2 separate regions of the Hordeum vulgare genome follow, and region 1 is linked to region 2. Evidence: chromatin contacts called from public Hi-C data. All regions are on one chromosome and are shown on one strand. The core of a region is the stretch at or near the end of the contact, and the rest is flanking DNA. Distances in the headings are between cores, read along the strand shown.

The links. Hi-C and Micro-C count contacts between places; a contact is called where the count stands out from the background.
Region 1: a contact with region 2 is called in a Hi-C map of leaf, with 2.8 times the contacts expected there. The contact joins the enhancer-like site here to the promoter of LOC123399915 in region 2. A contact is called at or near these places in 4 of 6 Hi-C or Micro-C datasets (leaf and seedling).

Annotation. Positions count from the first base shown.
Region 1 is chr5H:424,177,133-424,182,930 of MorexV3_pseudomolecules_assembly, forward strand. No RefSeq gene overlaps it. Among protein-coding and RNA genes, the nearest start is that of LOC123396815, 32 kb to the right of the region's middle. Within about 2 kb of position 4,364, at least 3 of the 3 cell types and tissues checked have open chromatin away from gene starts, as enhancers often do. A contact at or near this core is called in leaf and seedling, where this site is marked.
Region 2 is chr5H:423,974,538-423,980,687 of MorexV3_pseudomolecules_assembly, forward strand. LOC123399915 (transcription factor MYB20-like) reads left to right here and starts at 3,771. Exons shown (of 2, transcript XM_045094297.1): 1 at 3,771-4,127; 2 at 4,256-5,268. The coding sequence starts at 3,995. The coding sequence ends at 4,968.

The DNA of each region.
Region 1 (5,798 bases), core at 3,114-5,613, 200 kb after region 2:
TATTTTGCCCGACAAATCGATCTCGCTTAGATTCACGGGCGGCACCAACGAAAGAGAAAGGAGAAGAAGGCCCACGTAAGTGGGAGAATAAACAGCGCCATCTCACCAGATCAGGGATATGCGTGTGCGCCCCCCATGGCCTTTACGATCCACGGCCAGAAAGACGGGGAAATGCCCTACCAATCACCACTTTCAGGGCAAAGGATGGTGAATTTGTTGCGGAGGAAAGGCGAAAGGATTATTAGAGGCTGGGCCGTCCTTCTGCTGCTTTGCATGCAGAACTGCGATCATGGACTGGCCACCACTGCCCACTGGCTGTGGTTAGTGCAGGTCCTGAGTGTGCTGATGATTGCGATTTAGTTTTGGGCACCATCCGGCAGATGTCTTACGTTGTGGTGACATGAAGTTCTGCCGGCGGCGTGGCCGTGTCGATCGGGTACGGGCTGACCACGCGTTCGTTCGAGTTCGACGGGGCTCTGATAGGTTTTGAATTTGGGGAGGGACGTCAGGCTTACGATGATGTTAGGCTGGTTGTAATGGGGTGATGTTATGTCGTTACTATGGAATTGCTCATGGCTCAACGCATCTATATCTTTTTTTTCGTGAATACATAAAGATTGTGTATCATTACATTGATAGAAGACGTAAAAAGGTGCCGTTTCGGTTACAAGACCCATGTGTACACACGCCAGTGCGGATCCAAAAAACCGTAGGAGTGAGAGGTAGGGGTTGCTCGTCCCCAATACATCAAAATAGTTCTATCTCTCAGAAATCATGATTGCCAAGCCGTTGGCGTCGACGCTAGACCATAGGCGCGCGTCTTCTTGGATGCACTGCAATAGTCTCGCGCTGGATGGCTGAAGATGATCAAAGATACAGTTGTTTCTATGCTTCCACATCGCCCATGCAGTGAGTGCGATGATGGAGTTAAGCCCTTTTCGGAGGGCGACGGGGGATGGGAGCATGCAGTGGTCCATCATTCCACGGACGGTGTGTCCAGACTTGGGATCGTAGCAGTCGAGCGACACCATGAGAGGACCTCGTGTCATACCTATCGGGAGAACGGTCAGGCAGCGAAGAGGTGATGTATGTCTCTGGTAACCTGGTCGCAGAGTGCACACCTGTCGTTGTGTGGCAGCCCACGTCGAGCGAGACGTCCGTCGTCCAACAACGATCCTGCAAGGCAAGCCACATGAAGACCTTGATGTGTAGGGGGCAGGTCTTCCATGTTAACTTTCAAGATGCATCGAGGGTAGAGCCCTCGAAGAGGGCTAGGTAACTTCCATGTTAACTTCGAAGACGTATCTATATCCGGACTCCTCAAATACATGTGTATATTCAGACGGAGGGCTCGAACAAAGACCGGTCTCAAAATCATGACATTTCAAACCAGCAACCCCATATGCATCCGACTGAAGAGGCTCGAACGTGTCCGCCATGACAGACCGACGGATCAAACCCATGCGGACACACATCAAAAAACCATTGGTTCGATGAGGATGCCAATCTGGCCAGCCGTCTAAGGGACCAAATCCTGGCCATTTAAGCCGGACGGTGAACTCCAACTATAGCCGCTCCCATTTCCACTTTCTCCCTTCCGTTCGCGTCGCCACTCCCAATCCGTTTCGAGCTTGCCGTCCACTCTCAATTACTCCAAGCTCGTCGTCTCTGGTAACCATGGTCCACCAACGGGTCGCCACTTACACGATGCTCACTCTGCAGTTTTGATCGAAACTCTTGCTTTCGTCCCATTTTATAAATGAAGCAACAACCAAACAGAGTACACGGCCAAATGATACAAGAAGATGGGATGGCCCTCATACATTGTCGATACCAAGATAACCGAACACATGCGACTATGTTATCGAAATAAAGTACATGATGAACTAAAGCAACACCACGCTAAGCTGTATAACACCTGCGCTCCACAATAACGCCCCCAAGAGGGAAACGGCGCTAATCGTCGCCGTTGCCGAGTCTACAATAGACAGAGGTTTTCACCCGGATCTCAGACATGGAGTGGAGCACCATGATGACGTCTTCAAGAAGATAACGACGCCCGCAAGCATCGTTGTTGTCGACAACAGAGCGCGAAGCTTTCGCTCCATATCTCCCCCGCGTCACCATGAGGTCTTCAAGCAAGCACGAGGAGCATTGAACTTCTGGATCCGTCTCCGGTTAGAGACAGAGAGCACGCCAGGGCCACGCGTAGCACCACCCCTTGCCGCCCACACGACCAAGAGGTAATGCCATCCCACCCACCATAGTGCCCGCCAGAAAGCCAACCATGCGGACCGCCACCCCGGCATCCATGTCCAGGACTCCACCAACCGTCCACATCATGGTGTACCTGCCACGGAAGGAGGAGTAAAAGGCGACTCCTTTCGCTCCTAGGCCGGCATCAGTCACGGAGTCTCGATGGTCGCTTCCACAGTAGGAGCCATTCGTGCCTCGATCTCCAGCCGTACCCGATGGATGGGGGAGACCCTACTCTGTGACTACCGACGGTAGCCCCGACCACCACCAATGTTGTAGCGGCTTGACACCGATCTGCCCAACATTGTAGCGGAGCCCCGACCACCACCAATGTCCACTGTACCCGCGAGGAGAGGGGCCTCACCAGCCATGGGCACCTCCTGGATCGAGCCCAAACATACCCACCCGAAGCGCGAACTCTGACCCACCCGACCACGAGCACCGACTCAAAGCCATGCTTCGGCCCAAAACCAGGGGAGGGGTCTGCTGCACTACCACCCAATGCCACCTACAGATACACGACACCCAGCACCAAGCGTTGCCTCCCCATCGACACGCACCATCTGCTCCCCGGACGCGGTCACCATAGCCATAGAGTCGCTCGACCACCCGTCCACCCCAACAAGGCGCACGCCGCCACGTCGGTCCTCTCTAGCAGCAAAAACCACTTGCGGCGGTCAACCCATGCCACCTCAGCCTGTGCCACCTGCTGAAAGCCGGCTAGAGCATCTGCACGATCCAGATCTGGGTCGGGACGCCCACTGCCGCCGCCCACGCAGGCACTCCCCACCTCGTTCCTGACGAGTAGCCGGGTGCGCGGCCACACCAGGACGCCACCGTCGCCGTCGCTTCGTGCCGTGAAGTTGTCCCGTGCCAGCCCACCGCGGGGAAGGGGAAGATGCACCGTTGCCACTAACGCCGGTCGGACTTTGCCCGACAGCGCGATCCGACGACGGCAAAGGGGGAGGCTGGAGGTGGCGGTGATAGGGTTCGCCTCCCCGTTCGCGGGAGTGGGCAAGACGAGCTTCGTCCTTGTTTGGTCCACTATTTCTGGAATATAAAGAGGTGCGCCGCTCGGATTGCAGCCAACTTATCTCTGGACTCTCCACAACACGGTGTGTCAGACGTAGAGACACGTCATGAGGATGGGGAGTGAGGTGGATCTAGCGCCTCCTATACCCGGATTCGATTAGACAATGCGTTGGTCGAGTTCATGTGGCCCAAGGGGGAGCCGCCTCCTATTTATGTTTATATTAAAAAATGAATACATACATTACCAAAAATAATGTACTTAATTTTCTTAAAATAAATCACCACAAATTTGAAAAAATGTTAACACGGTGTAAAAAATTAATGTAATTTAAAAAACATGGTGATTGCTTTCCAATAAAATCATAATATTTAGAAAACATTAATGCATTACAAAATAATGTAGGCTACGTGGATTTTTTCAGAATGTTATACAATGTAAAAAAAATGTTCATGTTATTCACTCAAATGGCACCATTTTAAGAAATATTATGTTACACTTTAAAAAGCCTTCATGTGTTAAAAGTTAAGTTTGCGAAATTTTTCAAAAGCGTATATACAATATAAAAAGTTTGCATAGTTTATAAAGTGTTTGTAAAAAATCAACGTATATTTGAAATTAATTAACACGAATTCAAAAAAAATCAAAAGCATGTATTTAAAAAGTATTAATCATGCATTTGAAAATTGTTAAACTTGTAAAAACAAATATGTAAAAAAAATCAACAATGTTCATGTAAAAAGTAGACATCAAAACGCATATTTGACAAAATCTTAATCATGTATTTAGAAAATGTTCAACATGCATAAAACATATTTCTAACGTATATGAAAAATGTGCAATGTATATGAAAAATATAGAGATGTGATAAGAAAAAGGGAAAAACGACAAAAACCGAAGAACAATAAGAAAAAGGGGAAATAAAATAAAACTAGAAAACCCCAAAGAAAACCTCTGCAAATGGTGCCTGATACGAAAATCATTGAAAGAAAAGAAATGAGCGTCTGCAGCTACAGTACTAGAAAAGCCCAGTCGCACTGCGTCACAGTCGATCCTGTTCTCGGGACCTCCTATGCCCTGCTCGTTGCTGCCAACTATCGAGCGGACGCATAGGGAGTTGCCCGGCTGAGCCAGCCCAGTTACTTCTTTTTCTTTTGTTTTTCAGCTCCTTTTTGTTTATTTCCTTTTTTTTATTATTCCTTTATTCATTTTCTTATAGAATTTGAAGCAAAAACAAAATCCATAATATTTTCTGTTTTTTTTTCAGAAAATGTTCTGAATTAGCAACAAATGTTCCAGTTCTAAAAATTGTTCACAAGTTAAAAAAATGGTTTTCGGATTTTTCAGGAATTTCAAAAATTCTGGAACATTGTTTCAAACTCCGGAACATTTTTTCAAATTCCAAAATATTTTTTGCAAATTCTGGTATATTTTTTGAAAATCTGAAACCTTTTATAGAAAAATCCGGAATGTTTCTTAAAATTCCGAAACATTTCTTCAGAATGAGGAATATCTTTCCGTATTCAGGAACATTTGTTTCAATTACGGAACATTTTTTCAGATTCTGAAACATTTTTTCAGATTCCGGAACATTTTTTAAAATCCAGAACATTTTTGTAAAAGAAACAGAAAAAAAGATACAGAAAGGATAAACGAAAAAACAATTTTTTTTAAATATCCAGAACATTTTTTGAAACAGAAACAGAAAAACCAGTTAAGTGAACCTTTTATAAGCTTTTAAAAACCGGAAAAAAATTGGGTGAAACCTCTAGAAGTTTCCCAAAACTGGGACGCTCTAATGGGTCAGCCCAATCTGGAGCGGTCGCTCTCTTCTCTGTGCGTTTGGTCGACATTTCGACGCACAAAGCGTTAAATAGAATTTTCCCCGATCTCTGCCTTGTTATAGGCGATACACAGCTCTGGTGAAAACAGTCCACGAGCGCTATGTCTCGCATTAAGTGAGACGGTAACAGCTCCCTGGTCTTGAGGGAGATCACAGATGCTGCTAGCCATTTGTGGTAAGTAGTAGGGCCGTATTTTAATTGAGGCGACTTGAGCAGTTTTCTTCTGCTTTTTGTTTTGTTTTGTTTTTTGCATTTCTTTTTCATTATTTTTTGCATCTTTTTACTTTGTTTTTCAATTTCCTTTTAATTTTGTTTCCTTTTCGGTTTTCTTTCTTCTTTTGGTTATTATTCTTTGCTTTTGCATATGTCAAGACATTTTCTAATACACTAACATTATTTCAATACTAATTAATCATTTTTGTAATACATGGTCAATATTTGTTATACATATTTTATATATTTTTCAAATGATTCAATAATATTTTTAAATACAAGAATAACATTTTGTAAAACCAGGTTAATATATATATATATATATATATAGACATTTATAAATGCTTGACTCATAGTTTTGAAATAGGCCTTCGACGGTTTGTTGACACGCTGCAAGGCAATTTTATATTGTATCTTTTTTACAAAGTAGTTCCAATTTTATGGGTTTATACACA
Region 2 (6,150 bases), core at 2,521-5,020:
TGTTGACAAAACGTTCCACCATCTCCCTGGGAAGTGGATATACGATCATTAGTTTTGTTATGGCGCTAGTGCAACGCGTACTGTCCGGAATGTCAGCAAAAGACACTTGTGACTGAAACTTGTTCGTTGTTCGGACCTTCATTTGCTCTGCTGGCAGCGAGCGCCATTGTCAACCCCCAACGCTCTCCTGCGGCACCGATCGGCGTCAGTCAAGGTCTCCAGCCTGCCAAAATCGGGTCCAGAGAAGATCGAGAAGGCTGCGGCCGCGGACCTCTGAATTATTGACTGCTGCTACTTATTTGTTTCTATCTTAATCGTGTTCATTAACAATATCCCCTTTGCAGGTGACACCTGAATCCCTAAAGTAACAACTCCGACTGAACTCTTCAAAGGTCAAGCTCACAAAAACCGCGTTTGCCCCGCTGAAGAAGAGGATGAAGCTGCTAATTAATTAGATCGAGAAATGGTCGTAATGTAGGATTGGTCACAAGCTTGATTAAATATTGTTCTGAGTATGTTCGTGTTGTTCAACTCTACCTAGTTAAGTTTGCTCTGTCCAAACTGTCTGCTTAGAGCATCTCTTACCGATCCCTTATAATTTAAAGGAGTATACGAGTTCTTATCGTTTAGAGGAGTAAATTTGCTCTTTAATAATGTGTGGTTTCTAACCGAACCACTAAACGTAAGTCCTTGACAAAAATTGGAGACAAATTCAGTGTAAATTTGATACAAACTACTTCATCAAACTTGATTCTAATTCGATTGCATACACAATTTTATTCCCAGTCTTCCCGCAAATCGAGTGCGGAGATCACCCGGGGGTTGATAGGGGCCAACTACGATAAGACGTCGGATAAGTTCAGCCGCCGACACGTCATGGTGCGACACGATGTCGTACTCCCGAGCCACCAATTGGATGGAGCCTATCTAAATGCGCTTGTGGGTGTTGTGGTCGGTGAACGCCCGCTGCCGCATGCCGATGTATTTCCTCTGCGGCATCGGTGGCAGTGGCAGGTCGGGAATCGGGATGCACCGACGCGGGAGCAGGACGCATCGTCGCGACCATAGGATCTAGACCGCGCGTGGTGGCGTGGATCGATGCTCCTGATCGGTGCGGGGAGTGGCGGCAGCTGGGTCCGACCATTTTGGGTTGCGGGGCTATGTTGGAGTGGATGTGGGGTGGATGTGTGGGCGCGTCGCCTGGGCTTGGGCTGCGGCGAAATAGGTAAAGGGTGGTGGGAGTGAGGATTTGTACTCCGGTGACGCGCGACCGAGTATATTTAAGGGTCAAGGCGGCCGTGGAGTAAAAAGTATCCTTCTCTAATGCCTTTAGGAGATCGGTTAGGTGCACATTACATGAGAATCCCCCCCCCCCCATCTTCTAACCGATTATAAGGGATTGATTAGAGATGTTCTTAGATCTATTAATTATCCCTTCTTTTTTGGAGCGTTGTCACTTGTGAACTATAGATGACATCCCATGCATTGTTGCGGGGTTATTTCAATGATGTTTTATTGTATGGAATATGAATATTTAGATAAATAATATGGGGAAACTAAAAAATCATATGCTTTTTTGTGTTTAATTGTTCTATAGTTGTAAAATATGTATTAAATGTCTCATGCATGTTTGGACCTTTTCTTATGCATGATTGAGGTGAGATGCTTGCATGTTGAAGAAAATAAATTAACGGGGCTAACTATTTAGATATAAAAGAACTTGTCACTTGAGAGTACAATAAATGTTGGCAAGAGTGCGTACGTAGGGGAGTTGTTATCACCATCAAAGTAAGGTTTGGGCACTGCCTAGGTTGTATACTTGCACCATATTTTGGATGATGGGCACTATTATTAATACCGAGTATACCTCCCCAAACGTAACAACCTAGGTCAAGATCCAGTTAAGACATTGAGTTTGCACACAACACAATTATTCATAAAAATAATGACACCCAAATGTCATGTTGAAACGGTCAATAATGGAGCAACAGCCATCACTATTGACAATAGTGTTTGGCAACGTAACAAATCTTTCTTCAAAAGCTGCAGCTCCAAAAATGAAATGACACTTGTGTGGCACATCGTCCGTTCCAACCTTTAAAGGTTAGATTATGTGTTTTCTCCTGAAGAGCGGGTCCAAGCAATATATGGGCAATGCTTCAACAAAAGAACCGCCAATACAAACACCACACCACCATTGCCACATGCAAAGTATAAAGATTGGGCCTAGAGTTTCCACCTTGAAGACTGAGATCCAGTTTCGAGAGAATCACAAAACTGAAGTCGTGTTGTGCTACCGCATTACTTGTCGATCCAACATCATCATACTTCCTAGCCTTGATAACAACTTTTGAACATGAACCAACACCACATATATTCACGGATTATGGACCTTCTAGTGAACCGTCCGTCAACCATAAAGCCATAAGCCTCGTGCATGAGATCTTGCGATCTTGCACATATCTGAATTAAAACCTCAATGATAGTTAGTTTAAAAGATCATTGATCAATCCAAGGTACCCTCGGATGAGATGGCCATAGCAACGCCCGATCAAACACAAGCCAGTAACAGAAAGAAGACACTAACATGCGTCGTAGCTAAGAAGAACTTGCCACACAACCTATTGATTTATGAAGTTTTCACGATAATGTTATTGAAGTTGCCAAGTGGCAAATTTGGTATCAACATAGTGAAGGCTTGGCAATTAGAACGACAACTTTAACAATCATGAGATGACAACTTTAGGGCCTGATTTTTTTTATCGAAAAGGACTACCGAACATTAGGAAGCATTTCTTTAGTAGGCTTTGCAACTACACATAATGGCGGAGATTAAATCTTAGCATCTATAAATTGCAACATTACTAATTTTTTTATCTTTTCGGAAAGGAGGGTGAAACTCTTTGCCTGCATCATTGTAATGCACACAACTATCTTTATCGAAGTTGATCCCATGTAATTATGACAAAGTCATCAATAAACAAAGTACAAAATATAGACAATTACATACCATATATAAATTTAACGAGTATGACTAGGCCTTCTTTCTAGAGAAAAAAAATACATGAATTTAACACATCCGACTAAGTCCATTTAGAAAAAGTATACAAGATGCAGGATCTTGGGAAGCAAAAAAGTTTAAAAGCCACACAAATGATAATGACTCGACTAAGTCCATTGGAGAAATAATCCTACAAGATGCCGGATCTTGATATAAGGGAAGCCAGTATAGTTAGCAAGTTGTGTTCAAAAAATAACAATATAATTAGCAAGTTTTTTTTCTCAGAAAAACAAATAAATGTAATTAACAACTTTAGAAGCTAAACAAGTGATAAGGACTCAATGGAATGGGCACATTACATGCCCCAAGAATAACCCCGCTGGAAACCCTTGATTGAGCAACAAACGATGATCCAAATAAAAGCTTGAAAGCTTAGCAGGGCAGCACTTGCAACGCAAGCAAAAGGGACCCATGAGCAGCAAGCAGCCCGGCAAAAAAGCGGCGACGCCGACGCCGGGGCCCCACGCGCCAGTCTCCGCGGCGCCGCGACACGTCATCCTTAGCTTAGAGCTCCAGCACTGGTCCATGGTCCATCCTCCGCGCGCACACGCGCTAGCCGCACTGCGATTGTAGTAAAAAAAAAAAATCTACTTCTAGTTAGTCGCCGCGCCAGTCGCCAGTTGATGGTGCCCCCGCAAATAAGCTTCAGCCACCGGCCCCTTTGTCCTCTTCTACCTCCTCCGCCCTTTATAAAGGAAGGTGGCAATGGCGTCGTCTCACCATGTAGCTAAAGCTAAAGCGCCATTTGCGAGCTAGCTAGCTAGCTATTGTGTACTTGTGCCACAACCGAAACAGAGCTAAAAAATATAAAGGCAGCTGCTTGCTACGAGCTTAATTTGGTTTGGTTAGTTGGCTCGACGTACGTCGCTTGGTGGTTTTCCCTTGCGGGTGAAGTGATCTTTGTGTGTGTGCAAGCAAAGCTCGCTCGTGGCAATGGGGAGGCAGCCGTGCTGCGACAAGGTGGGGCTGAAGAAAGGCCCGTGGACGGCGGAGGAAGACCAGAAGCTCGTCAGCTTCCTCCTCAGCAACGGCCAATGCTGCTGGAGAGCCGTCCCCAAGCTTGCCGGTGGGTCACTCACTGCCTAGCTAGCCAGCTAGCTACTTCGCCGGCCGGCTAGTCGGCCGGTTAGCTTGACGGCCTTTCTTGGATTGACCAATGTTTTGACGTGTTGTGACTTTTGTTTGTGTGAACAGGGTTGCTCCGGTGCGGGAAGAGCTGCCGGCTGCGGTGGACCAACTACCTCCGGCCGGACCTCAAGCGCGGGCTGCTCTCCGACGAGGAGGAGAAGACGGTGATCGACCTGCACGAGCAGCTCGGCAACAGGTGGTCCAAGATCGCGGCCCAGCTGCCCGGCCGGACCGACAACGAGATCAAGAACCACTGGAACACGCACATCAAGAAGAAGCTGAGGAAGATGGGCATCGACCCCGCCACCCACAAGCCCCTCCAGCCTGCTGCTGCTCCCCTCCAGCAGCCGCTGCGGTCTACCGGCGGCGACTCGCCGGAGCAGAAGGTGCCGGCGGCGGTGGCGGCCACGGGAAGTCAGTCAGGTGCCGAAGAGCACATGTTCTGCCCCGACGAGGTGCCGACCATGATGCAGCTTCTGGACAACATCATCTTGCCATGCGACGTCGACGAACCGGCGCCGCTGGACAGCAGCTGCGGCACAGCCTCGTCACCAGCCGAGTCGTCCTCGTCCTCGTCGTCCGCCTCGGCGGCGTCGAGCGGCGGCGGCTTCGAGGACGACTGGCTGCCGAAGATCATGGAGTGGCCGGTGGAGCCGATGTTCATGATGGGGCTGGACGTCGACGTGGTCACCGGGCCGACGTCGGCATGGGAGTTCGAGGACACCTTCAACGCGTACCAGAGGATCGCTCTGTTCGATCACCAGGAGGCATGGGCTTGAACGAAGCGGCTCGTCGTCGTCGATCCCAATATCTTATTTCTTTATTATGACGAAATTGATTAGTTGCCATGCCGCCATGCGATTGGGTGCTTTATATGTCAATTACTTCCCGGTAAAAATTCGTCGGCCGTGCACCTAGTTGGTCATAGTAGGACGATTAGTGGGAGAGTTTAGTAAGAAAATAAGCAAAGCCATGCATATCTACCCTGATTTCATTTTATTTTTTCATTTGGTACGTGGTTTATTTCTCGTCCCTCAACTCTATGTTAACTCCATATTTGGTCCCTCGACTCTTTGAAATGACGTAGGTGTAGGTGCGGCAAGCACACATGATTGCAAGTGAGATGATAGTGAAATGGAGGAAAACGGTGATATTCCCTTTTATGTATGGAATATTGAGTTATACACACCGTTTCTGTTATGGTCCATATTGTCTTTACTCCGCCTAGTTGCACGCTGAGCATTTCTTTTCCTTTTTCGGGTTTTATTTTTATGTTTGCAGGGGTTCCTTTTTCGGGTTTGACATTGAGAATTTCTAAGATAATGAAAGCCATCAAAGCTTCATCGCCCACACAGAGATCACAATATCTTGAGCACGACTGCTTTGACTGGGTAACAAAATGCTCGAAAATTCTAAACCAACGGACTTTTACCGGGGTATTACGCAAGTTCTTCCTTAAGAAATCTCCATCCCCTGAATTTTAGTGGGTGCGGGGCCCTTTCATACTGATTTCTTCCAATCAAATGCTCCTAGCTGAGCTTCCCCGTAAAAGTCCTTTATCATGTGCGCTAGCATCACTCTAAAATGCTAGCGCTAGCAATAAAATTGAGTAACATTCTGCGTTCATTTCACAATATGAACTACTGCTGGCTGACGTTCTAAAATAATTACAGCGACATTCATTGTGAAGTTGTGATCTACTAACAAAATTGAACAGGAAATTACATGATCTCTCTTGAAATAGGCTTTTGCCCCGCTTTATATATAAAGCAAATATTTCAGCATCCACACAACAGTCCAACAGAGTGATAAAACATAAAAACGCTGAGGCAACAACACGGTCACGCTCAAGAAAAGAAAAAGAAACAAAAAATGTCATCATAGGGGCAAGCTAAGCAGCATGCGAGCGAGCAGAGAGCCGTCGGGCGAACGCCATCAGCGCGTCCAAATAGCAGTGAAGC